2 separate regions of the Neogale vison genome follow, and region 2 is linked to region 1. A link is a contact called in public Hi-C data. All regions are on one chromosome and are shown on one strand. Each heading gives the region's core, a stretch centred on a gene start, on an enhancer-like site or on the middle of the called end of the contact. The rest is flanking DNA. Distances are from core to core; before and after follow the strand shown.

The links. Hi-C and Micro-C count contacts between places; a contact is called where the count stands out from the background.
Region 2: a contact with region 1 is called in a Hi-C map of muscle, with 6 times the contacts expected there. The contact joins the promoter of SNX25 here to the promoter of UFSP2 in region 1. A contact is called at or near these places in 2 of 3 Hi-C or Micro-C datasets (fibroblasts and muscle).

The regions. Positions count from the first base shown.
Region 1 is chr11:196,649,118-196,654,271 of ASM_NN_V1, reverse strand. UFSP2 (ufm1-specific protease 2) reads right to left here and starts at 2,870. Exons shown (of 12, transcript XM_044225603.1): 1 at 2,792-2,870; 2 at 1,226-1,304. The coding sequence starts at 2,794. It overlaps C11H4orf47 (UPF0602 protein C4orf47 homolog), which reads left to right and starts at 3,095. Exons shown (of 8, transcript XM_044225602.1): 1 at 3,095-3,314.
Region 2 is chr11:196,839,741-196,844,894 of ASM_NN_V1, reverse strand. SNX25 (sorting nexin-25) reads left to right here and starts at 2,958. Exons shown (of 19, transcript XM_044225609.1): 1 at 2,958-3,593. The coding sequence starts at 3,186.

The DNA of each region.
Region 1 (5,154 bases), core at 1,621-4,120:
TCAGGGATTTCTTTTTAATTAACTATAATCTTTGGATTATGTAAAACATTTTCATGGTTCAAGAAGATATATTTAAAGACAATACACAAATACTTATTTAAACTTTATATTCTTAAATCCTAAACCTATTTAATCTTGTGATTAAAACACTTATTTAACTATCACCCTGATATCTTAAATAAATACCTTGGGGCTGTGGTAAAGAAAAGATTACTAATTAACCAGAGAGATTTAAGACATCTTGATATGTTTCAGAAGGTCAAATTTAAAGATTTTCAGCTACACTACAAAAGACAAACATAATTCCTGGATTATCTTCTGTTTATCCCTGAATTTACTTTCATTAATTTGGGAGTGGGGATTCAAATGGACCAAGATTGAGAGCAATTTTTTTTTAGCATGAAAGGATGAGTCAGAAAGAACATTCTGCATTCTCTCTCTTCCTATTTCTGTGGGGCCAGGAAATGATGGCCAGCTAGGGACCTTTCCATTCCTTATCTTTCTGAACTTCTCTGTGGTTTCTGACGCCACTGATCACACTTTTCCTGAATGATTTTATTTCTTATCATGGTGTTAATGATCCTTCAGAGATATTCTTTCTCTCTAGTCCTGACCACCCACCCTCCCCTAAATTTCAGATTCAAGTTACCTGAATCTGCACTTGATAGACTCTGGCATCTCAAATGAAACACCTTTCAAACACAACTCATCTCCCTACCCTGATATCCTTTACCTCTGTTTGTGGCCTTAGCCCAAGTCAGAAATGGGAAGACATCCTAGAATTTGCTTGATACAAACTCTGCTGATATTTCTCCCACAGAATTCTTATACCATTAAAAAACAACATAACTTTCAAGAGTGTAGGCTCTGGAGACTCAGGTTATGTATAGGTGCAAGTCTGCAATGTTCAAATCTGCATGTCTTGTTTACACTGTGCTCATTGTGGATATTTATATTTATTGTGACAACTGTCTGCCAGTGGACAGTGAAGTTTCTTTTTTTAAGAAAGGGGACCTTTTTTTCTAATTTGCACAGAGAAGCCTCACAGGCAAACAGTGGTGCTGGAACATAGTGCCCAAGTTTAAATCCAATTTATAGAACTCACTAACCACCCGATTTGAGTTTATCCTCTCTCTCACTCAGTTTCATTTGCAAAATGAAGGGGATCCCAGTATATTTCATCATCAATTTATAATAAAAAAGAAGTTTTTTTGGTCAGACTTACCATTAGCAGTAGCTAGCTGAAAAGCTAGATCAAGGCCTCCTCTTATTCTGAAGAGTATATCCATAGTCTCTGAAATCACCTGAGACAAACAGAACCAAAATTCCGTTGTAAAACAAAACAAATTCATCTTCATACAAATGAGAGTCAATTCTACTTCTGGAAATTTGTCTTAAGGAAATAATCGAAGTTCAGCAAAAATTTAACTTCAATGTTGTACACTTCCCACTGTTTTCATCATAGCAAAAAAAAAAAAAAAAGAAAAGGAAATCTTCTAAACCAGTAAGAAGTCAGTTAAATAAAGAACAATACTACCATATAAATATTAGGCAACCATTTGAGGAACTGCTCTATGAAGTGTTCTACAGTTGCCATTTGAACAAAAAATATTTAATGACAATGAAAAATACAGAAGGCAAAAGTGAAAAAGGCAAGAGCGTATTTAACGCTGCATGATTCTGCACAATGTAACTAATCACTCAGGACTTCTGTACTCTTCTGTAAAATAGGAAAAATCCGTTATTTCATAGGGTTGTTGCGATGATTCCACAAGAGATCTCAAGTGAAAGGACCACAACCTCCCTAGGCTTCCGAATTGAGATCCTCTCTGAAGAAATAACATTTAAGGCTGAGATGAGAAGGGCAAGTAGGTACGAGTATTAACAACTAGAAAGGAAAGTTGGGGGTGGAGGTAGGAGAACCCACTGCAAGCAGGGGCACAGGCTGGTGAAGACCCACTTGGAAGAACACTTAAAAGCCTACCACGGATCAGTTGAGATCTGACGAGGGCAAGGACAGGGATGGTAGGAGTGGCGTGAAGGACAAGTGACAGGCATGCAGAAATAGCATGCAGAGGATCTGATTATTGATCAGATGTTCGGGGGTTGAGAAGGGGAAGACAACAAGGATGATTTCCAGGTTTCTGGCAGGCCCAACACGGTGGATTTCCTGATCCGCGGATATCTGGAAGAGCGGGTGTGGGACGAGCGGAGGTGGAAATAGTTTTGAACTTGCTGAGTGTGAAATACATAGGAGTTATCCAGGCGAAGGTACAATTAGTAGATAAAGATCTAGAGCTCGGAATACATTTCTAAAAACTGGATGTATAACTTGGGAGGAAACGCAGGATGTAAAGGATCCTTGAAGACCACCACATCCAGGAAAGGCTTGGAAGACCTGGCCGAACGGCTGGGGGGGAAACGGGGGAAGTGGGACACCACCGGAGCTCAGGGAGTAGAGTATCTGAAGAAAGTGACTCCTATCTTTCCCAGGTCCGATACCTCTTCAAACCTTCAAGACGCCCAATAATCCCTCGTTCTCAACATGATTCCACAAGGAGGAGGCGCGGGGAGCGAAGGTCCTACAGTGGCAGAGCTTGGGATAGTCTAGGCTGTGCGGGACAGTCTCCTTCCGGCTCTCGCAGGGACAGACCGAGAGAAAGGAGACCCAGCGCACCGAGCTCGCAGCTGCTACCGTGGGTCCTGCCAGGGCAGCTCCTTTCAAGGGCTTGGACTCACGGAGACTACGAAAGTCTGAAGGGAAACGCAGGGGTCTAATGCATGTACTCACCATGTCTGCTACGTGGCTCTGACAGGGGCGCTGACGTCCGCGCTAGGGCTCAGCACGCTAGCCCGGAAGTGGCGTTTCCAGGGGCGAGCCTGGGAAGACTAACTACAACTCCCAACATGCCCCGCAGCAACGTCACGGGGCGGATCTTACCACGGCTTCTCGCGGATGGATATTGGGGCGGAGGAGGAGAAGGCTTTCCCCCTAAATTCTATTGGTTGATTCTTTCTTATTCTACCCGTACTCTAAAGTCTTTACGCATGTTTCGCACTCTCCACGTATCCTTCCGTAGCGTACTTAGAAACGAGTTCTCCCGTGCCCGAGGCAACGCGTCACAATAAACAGCTGCGGCCACGGTCCACATAGGCAGTGCGCGGAGCGTGCGGAGGCGCTTCGCAGGGAGGCGTCGCGTGCAGGAGTTCGCGCGACTTGGCTCGTGGCCCCTGTCGCTCCTGCGGCAGAGTTAACGCGGACCCGACCTCAGACGACCTGGTGTCGGCTGTCGGACGGGGTGTCCTTCTGAGAGGTGACTTGGTCCTCGGGGCCGCAGGGTGTTGTCCTTTAGACGCGTCCCTACTCAGAGCCTGTTTCCTTAATGGGAAATCATTTTCCTGTCGCTTCAGTTTTCCGCCCCTCCTCCACCGCCCCGTCCCCTCAGCGCTTGAAGCTTAAGGGACCTTGCCAAAATCAGCTTGTGGTACACTTCATCCTGCGCTCGCCGGCTTCGGTTGTAAGCAACCTGGGGCCAGGATCCGGGCCCTTTGAAATGTTTTCCTAGCTTCTGTCCGCGAGCTTTACCCAGAGGAGGGGTTTGCGAAGTGTTTGTTGAATGAACCAACGATTCTGTAAATGTGGATCAGAAGAGTTAAGTAGTGGGAAAATTCAAGGCGGGATCTTCTCTCCTTTCCTTTCCCCCTCTGTGGCTCGCTGGGTCGTGTGCCGGGCGCTGCGCAGACGCTGGAAACACTGGGGTAAGGAAGAGCCAGACTCTCCCCGGTGCCTGCCTTCATGGAGCCTACAGTTTAGTGGAGGGAAACAGCTGTTGATTAAAGGATTCCCACACGTTGTACGTGAACTCATAACCCGTTAGATAAACCTTGGCGAGGGCTTGGGAAGGGAAGTACGTGAGAGATCATTAAAGAAGTGATCAATGAGCTACACAACCCGAAGGATCAGTGTTAGCTGGGGGAACTAAAGGAGTCAGCACGGTGAAGTACTCGCAGGAAGCGAAACAGCAGGTGCCATGGTCCTGTGGCTGCAGCGAGCCTTATCTGAGAATTGGAAGAAGTCAAATGGAGCCCAGGTGCCAGGGAGTGGGGTCCCCCATGGTGACAAATGTGGGTGATAGCGGACTTGGCGAACCTTTTAAAGGATTTGAGTCCGCGAAACAGCACGGGAAACCCTTGTGGTTGGGCAGTGGGATGGAGCTTTGAAACAAGCCGCAGATGAAAGTGATACATCCCTACTGACTGACCTTTGCTTTGAAAACAGACCTGATCAGGGGAAGAGGAGGAATGGGGGTGTGGGGGGTGGGATGGAAGCATATCTTCTTATGCTTTTGTTTAAACGGAATCTCGCGGCCTTGATATTACACATTAGCAATGTTGATGCTCAGATGAGCCCCAGTTGCCTGTGAATACATAGGCAAGTGTGTTTAGGGTCACTGAAATTCAAGACAAAAGGGTCTTACCGAGGATTATAAATTGGGAAGCATAACCCGTGTCTGTTTTATTCAGTAATGTAAGCCCAGTGCATCTAGTTGGTACTTAAAAAAATATTATGGGAGTGCCCTGGTGGCTCAGTCTAAGGGACCCACTCTTGATCTCATCTCAGGTCTTGATCCCAGGGTAGTGCATTCAAGCCCCCCTCTTTGGGGCTCTGCACTAGATATGGAGACCATTTAAAAAACAATATGTATTTTAAAAATATAATGATGTATATAAATATATTTATATAGATACATTTATAAATAAAAATATATTTAAAAATATATAATGATGAAATGGAAGCAAATATTCCTTAGCTCTTGGTTTTCCTTTCCAGAATCTGTTTAATTAAAAAACATCTAAATAAATACTTGAATGTTTAATGTGGTATTTCAGAAGGAAATTCACAATTGCAGTTTGCCCTTTAACAAATACTCTTAATTCATTGTGGATTGTCATTTGTTTTGTTGTTCTTAATTTTTATCTTGCCTAGACAATTGTCCTTTCCCATCCATCCCCTTTGTGAACTAATTTTGCCAGTGACACATTTCTTGTATTCATTTGAAGTTGAGAAAAGAACTATAGGATAACACATAATGACTGTGTGTGTTGTGGATTCTGAAAAACTGTTGTAATTTCCAACATGAGAGACAACGCAGT
Region 2 (5,154 bases), core at 1,709-4,208, 190 kb before region 1:
TTATTTTTTTATTTCTATTTTATTTCTATTTTATTTTTTAATTTTTCATGGAAGAATATCATTTGTTCATTCAAAAATATTTATTAACGGCCTACTCTGTGCAACCCCTATTCATACTCTAATTAATACTCTAATACTAATTTTTATTGTCTATAGGTATGTTCTCTTTCCTAGAGCAAATAAATGACAAATGAGAGACACTGGCTTCTTTTTGGTAGTATATAAAAGCTTTATATAATATTAAATACATAGTGTTAATCTGAAAATATTAAAAATCTTTTCCTAATTTATGTAAGTATATTTAATCAATATTGTGTCCTGCCTACTTTATATTTTATTCTGTTCATAATACATATCATGAAAAAGTATCAAGATCAGTTCGAAAATTTTTTTGCCCACATGCATTTTGGAGAAATTAGTTAATAACTAAACACAATTTATATTCTTTTTTAATAATCTGCTGTCCAATAATACTGGGTATTAAATTTTAAGTGACTGTAGAATTTTTTTCATTTTTTTTCATAACTTGAAAATATTAGAATAAAATAAAGCTAAATGATACATCTATAATCACCAAACTCTTTACTGAGAAACATAGTTGTATACTGTCTCCCTTCCCCCTATCTTCCCTAGGTTCATTTGTTCATTTTATAAGTAAATGGGATTAGATTATGAGGAACTATCAATTCCAAGAACAAGAAATGTGAACTTTAACATATTTACAGTGCTAGGTCACAGGATACTACTGATTTTGGTGACCAGCCAGATGATCCACAAGAAACTGATTAGTGTGTTCCCTCAAAGCAAATGGTAGTAAGTTGTTAAACTAATGCAACCAATGAATTATACTCCCCCTATTTAAGCCCATGTGTAGGCCCCTCCCCACTTAATTACTGGTTGGGCCATATGATTTGCTTTGGCCAATGGGACATGAGCAAATATAACCTAAGCAAAAGCAAAGCTAAGCATTAGCAAATATAACCTAAGCAAAAGCTTAAAAAAACGTGGCATTCCTGAGACTGTCATGAGAAAAAGGCCAAGCTGACCTTTTGGAGGGTAAGTGCACGGGGAGCAGAGACAAGCCATCTCAACAGAGAGTCCATAGATCACACAGTCCCAGCCTATGCATCCAGGAGGCCATAGTTTCATTAGTGACCCCAGGCAAGAAGAGCTGAATTGCCCAACTGACCCCAGTCCAAATTGCTGACCCACAAAATCATAAGCAAATGAAATGGTTGTTATTTGGTGGTAGTTTGTTATGTAACAATAGATAACTGTGGCACACCATATTTCCAGTATGTCTTCTTTTGGATAATAACCTCTTGGATAATACTTTGTTTCAAAAGAATAAATAACTGGAATTTAAATAAAAACTTGAAACAAAAGTATTTGGCAGGTAAAAATCAAATTGCACGGCTCATTGTATGTAAATTATTCTTCATAAAACAATTAAAAAAATTAAAAATAAAAAAAATCCATCAACTATCTTACTTCCTGTAAATGTCTTTTTCCTTTGTTGAAATACTGACACAGACGATTCCTTATAGAAAAACAGTATAGGGGCGCCTGGGTGGCTCAGTGGATTGGGCCGCTGCCTTCGGCTCGGGTCCTGATCTCAGGGTCCTGGGATCGAGTCCCGCGCCGGGCTCTCTGCTCGGCAGGGAGCCTGCTTCCCTCTCTCTCTCTCTCTCTCTCTCTGTCTGCCTCTGCGTCTGCTTGGGATTTCTCTCTGTCAAATAAATAAATAAAATCTTTAAAAAAAAAAAAGAAAAACAGTATAGTCACAGTAATTTGCGAATACATTTTAATGCTTACTTTTCTTCACTATGCTCCCTGGGAAGCAGGATATAACGCATTTTATTGGACAACAATAGCGCAGTTGAACTGTTGAAATTCTTCAGGATTGCTATGAGAAGAGAGTTCGGACACTTCGCTTTTGTTTCCCCCTATCCTTTATTTCTCCCTGCTTTTCTCATCTATTTACTTCTTCCCCTTCTTCTATTCCCGATTGGCCCTATCACCCGTCCTTTCAAATCATTAATCTCTTCAGAGTTCCATCATTTCCTTTACAATTCTTTCATCTATCAAAGATATGGCTGCTGCTTTACTGCTCTTAGTAGTAATTACTAGTATTTAACATATTAGCATCTTTTCAGTAAACATCTGTATATTAAGCATGGGATCATGATAGGAGAATAGGAAAATAACGTACTCTAGAAATTATTTGGACCTCTTTCGCTCGTGTAGGTAATAACACTTCTATTGACTCTTTGTAACAAAAACATAGGGACTTGGAGCCAAAGTGCTTATGGCAGCTGTGTACACCCTCTGGCACCAGGCCGACTTTGGGGGCCTTTCCATAACTAGCAATTGCAGGCTTCATTACTCTTCCACGTTCGTCGGATTCTTTCCCTGAAGGGAAAAATAAGGAAGGTTGTTGGGGGAAACTGCATTAAAAGTGAGGATCAGGAATGCTTGCCGATTTTATCTAAATAGCAGGTGAAAACAAAGCAGAAATTTGGGGAACCCTAAGCTTGGGAGATTACTTGGCAGTGAAGAACGGAGAGCGAGGATTAAGGGATCACCTGAGCCGGAGAATTACAAATGCTCTGACACCTGCCGCAAAATTTTCCATCGCGGACGGTACCCTGCGGGGAGGGGAGCAGGAGCGCGGGCCCGAGCAGTTACCCTGGCGATTGGTCGCGCCCCCTACCCTGAGAGGCAGCGGCGGTCCGACCCCGCCCCCGCGCCGCGGGTGGGCGGTGGGGGCCGGGCGCGGCCGGGCACCTCCCACCTGTCACTCAGCGGGCCGCGGTCGCTCTCCGCCCCCCGCCCCCCGCCTGACAGGCACCTCGGGGCCGCCCCCGCCCCCGCTCCGCCTCAGGCTTCGCCAGCTTAAGTCACAACAAGGTCCGGCTACCTGGGCGCGCCCGGCCGGACCGCTGCGGGGCGGACGCCGGGTGGCGGCGCTGAGGGCTCGCCGAGAGGAGCTCCGCGGCGTCTGTTGGAGCCGTTCCCTCGGTGGGCCGCCGACGAGGGCATGAGCGCCGACTGCCTGTGCCTCAGGAGCGGCGGCGGCGGGAGCGGCGAGGGGAGGAGGCGCCGCGGAGAGGCCACCGTCCAGGGCAGCGCCGGGGGACAGCAGGGCAGGAAATGTGCCTGTCCTTAGCGGCTCAGGAGGCAGCATGCACCCCGATGCCACCGACAGCAGCGGCGCCGGCCTCAACCTCGCGCCGGCCGCAGCCGCCGGCGGCCGCCCAGACTCCGGCGCCCCGGGCGAGCGCCGGCCGGACCCCCGGGAAGACGCGGCGGCGCCGGGGGCTCCTGGCGGCGGGAGCTGGCGAGTGCCAGTGGCCGTGGCCGCACTCGCCGCCGTGTGCCTCTCCTGGCTGGGGCCCGGTTGCTGGCAGGCGGCCGGAGGCGCGGGGCCGTGCACCGTCCTGCTCAGGCTCTGCCTGTACCTGGGCTGCGCCGCGGCCGCCTTCCTCCTGGGGACCCTGTTCTCCCTCGTCTGCCGGAGCCGGCGAGCCCCTCCGCCCGACTTCGTCGCCGCCTGGAGACGGCTGGCCGCGACCGCCCGCCGCGGGCCGGGGGTAAGTACCGGTCTCCCCACTGCCTCGCGCGCCGGGGCCTCTGCCCGGCCCTCCGCGCTTCCGGTGCCCGCCGCGCTCTCAGAGCCCCGGGTGGCGGCAGCGGCGGCGACGTGGTTTGTCCTCTCCGCCCCGGCTGCCGGAGAGGAACCGGGCTGGGGTGGGTTGGCCCCGCGGGTAGCTGCGAGCGGGCTCCGGCTCCTCCCGGCTGGCGAGATGCTCGCCGAGATGCACGTTGTTAGGCTGTGTAGTTGCTCCACAGCCACCCCCAGGCACAACCTCGGTAGCTGAATAATCACTCAGAATCTTGGGTGCTGCTGTGCAGTTGGCGACGGGGGCACTCACTGTACGCACGCGCTGCGCCCTATATCGGTCATTGTCTTTCTAACCGTTCTCTGGGGGAGGTAACTTTATGACCTTTCACCGATGGGGAAACTTGTTCAGAGAGGCTGACTTGGCTTAATTCTCATCCTGCCAGGACCTCTCATCCCAAATCTGGTGCACTGTGTAGATCAGTGGCGCAGTCCCAGCTAGTTTCTGTGATTTCGAGAAAAGGGATGTCAGATATAATTTCAGTTTGCAACAAAAGGAACCGTATTCCCAGTGGGTTGGGGACAGCAGGGCGGTGATTAGGGAAGACAGGAATGAGCTCTTCCCTTCTTTGGTGCCAAAGCATTGCTCGATCAACGTCCCAGCTTCCTCTGATAACCTTATCTAAGTGAAACTTGATTCTGATGTAGCTTGTTAGCTTGTGTGTTTGGGGCACATTATGCCGAGTCTGAGATTTGTTTCTGCCAGTAATTTATTTAACATGGGTTTACTAAGAGAATTATAACTTAAATTTCATAAGCCAATAGGATACAGGATAATGGCTCTAAACAAGGAAGTGAAGAGCTAACATACTCCACAAACCAGTGGTGGATGAATACACTATTGTTCTAGGGGATAGAGAAATAAAGTCCAGATTCATTCATTCCTTCAGAATTGGTTCTTGGTAGAATCAGTGCTTTCAACAAAAAGCTGGGCATTAGCTGCTGGGACACAGAGCTAGTGGACAGTGGTATTGGTGTTGGGAGGCAAGGTGAGCTGCTCTGAAGGTTAGTACTTTAGGGACAGTTACACAGCTTGCACCACTGCCTGTGAGAAATAGACTCACCAAGGCAGAAACAGATGTCCCTTTCCCTCCTGAGACTGCCGCCTGGTTTAACACCCTGCTGACCAAGAGTTGCCTGACGTCAGCAGGAACAAGTGTCTCAAGATCTACAGAGAGCTGTTCAGATCAGCAAAGAGTAGCCTTGCCCAGATTGAATACTCTGGGTTAAGTCCACACAAATTACTGATATTTAAAGTTTAAAGTGTCCATTACATCATAGTTATTCTTCCATATATTTAGATGGATAAGCACTCTAAGAGCACAGTAGTTTTGCAGATACCATCTTGGCAGGGTTTCTCAAATTCACTGTCCAATCAAAAGAACTTCATTTAAAAACGTGAATTTGAAATCTTAACCAATGGATAGCATAACTTGGCACTCACTGCTTGACTGAACGATATTGTCATTAAA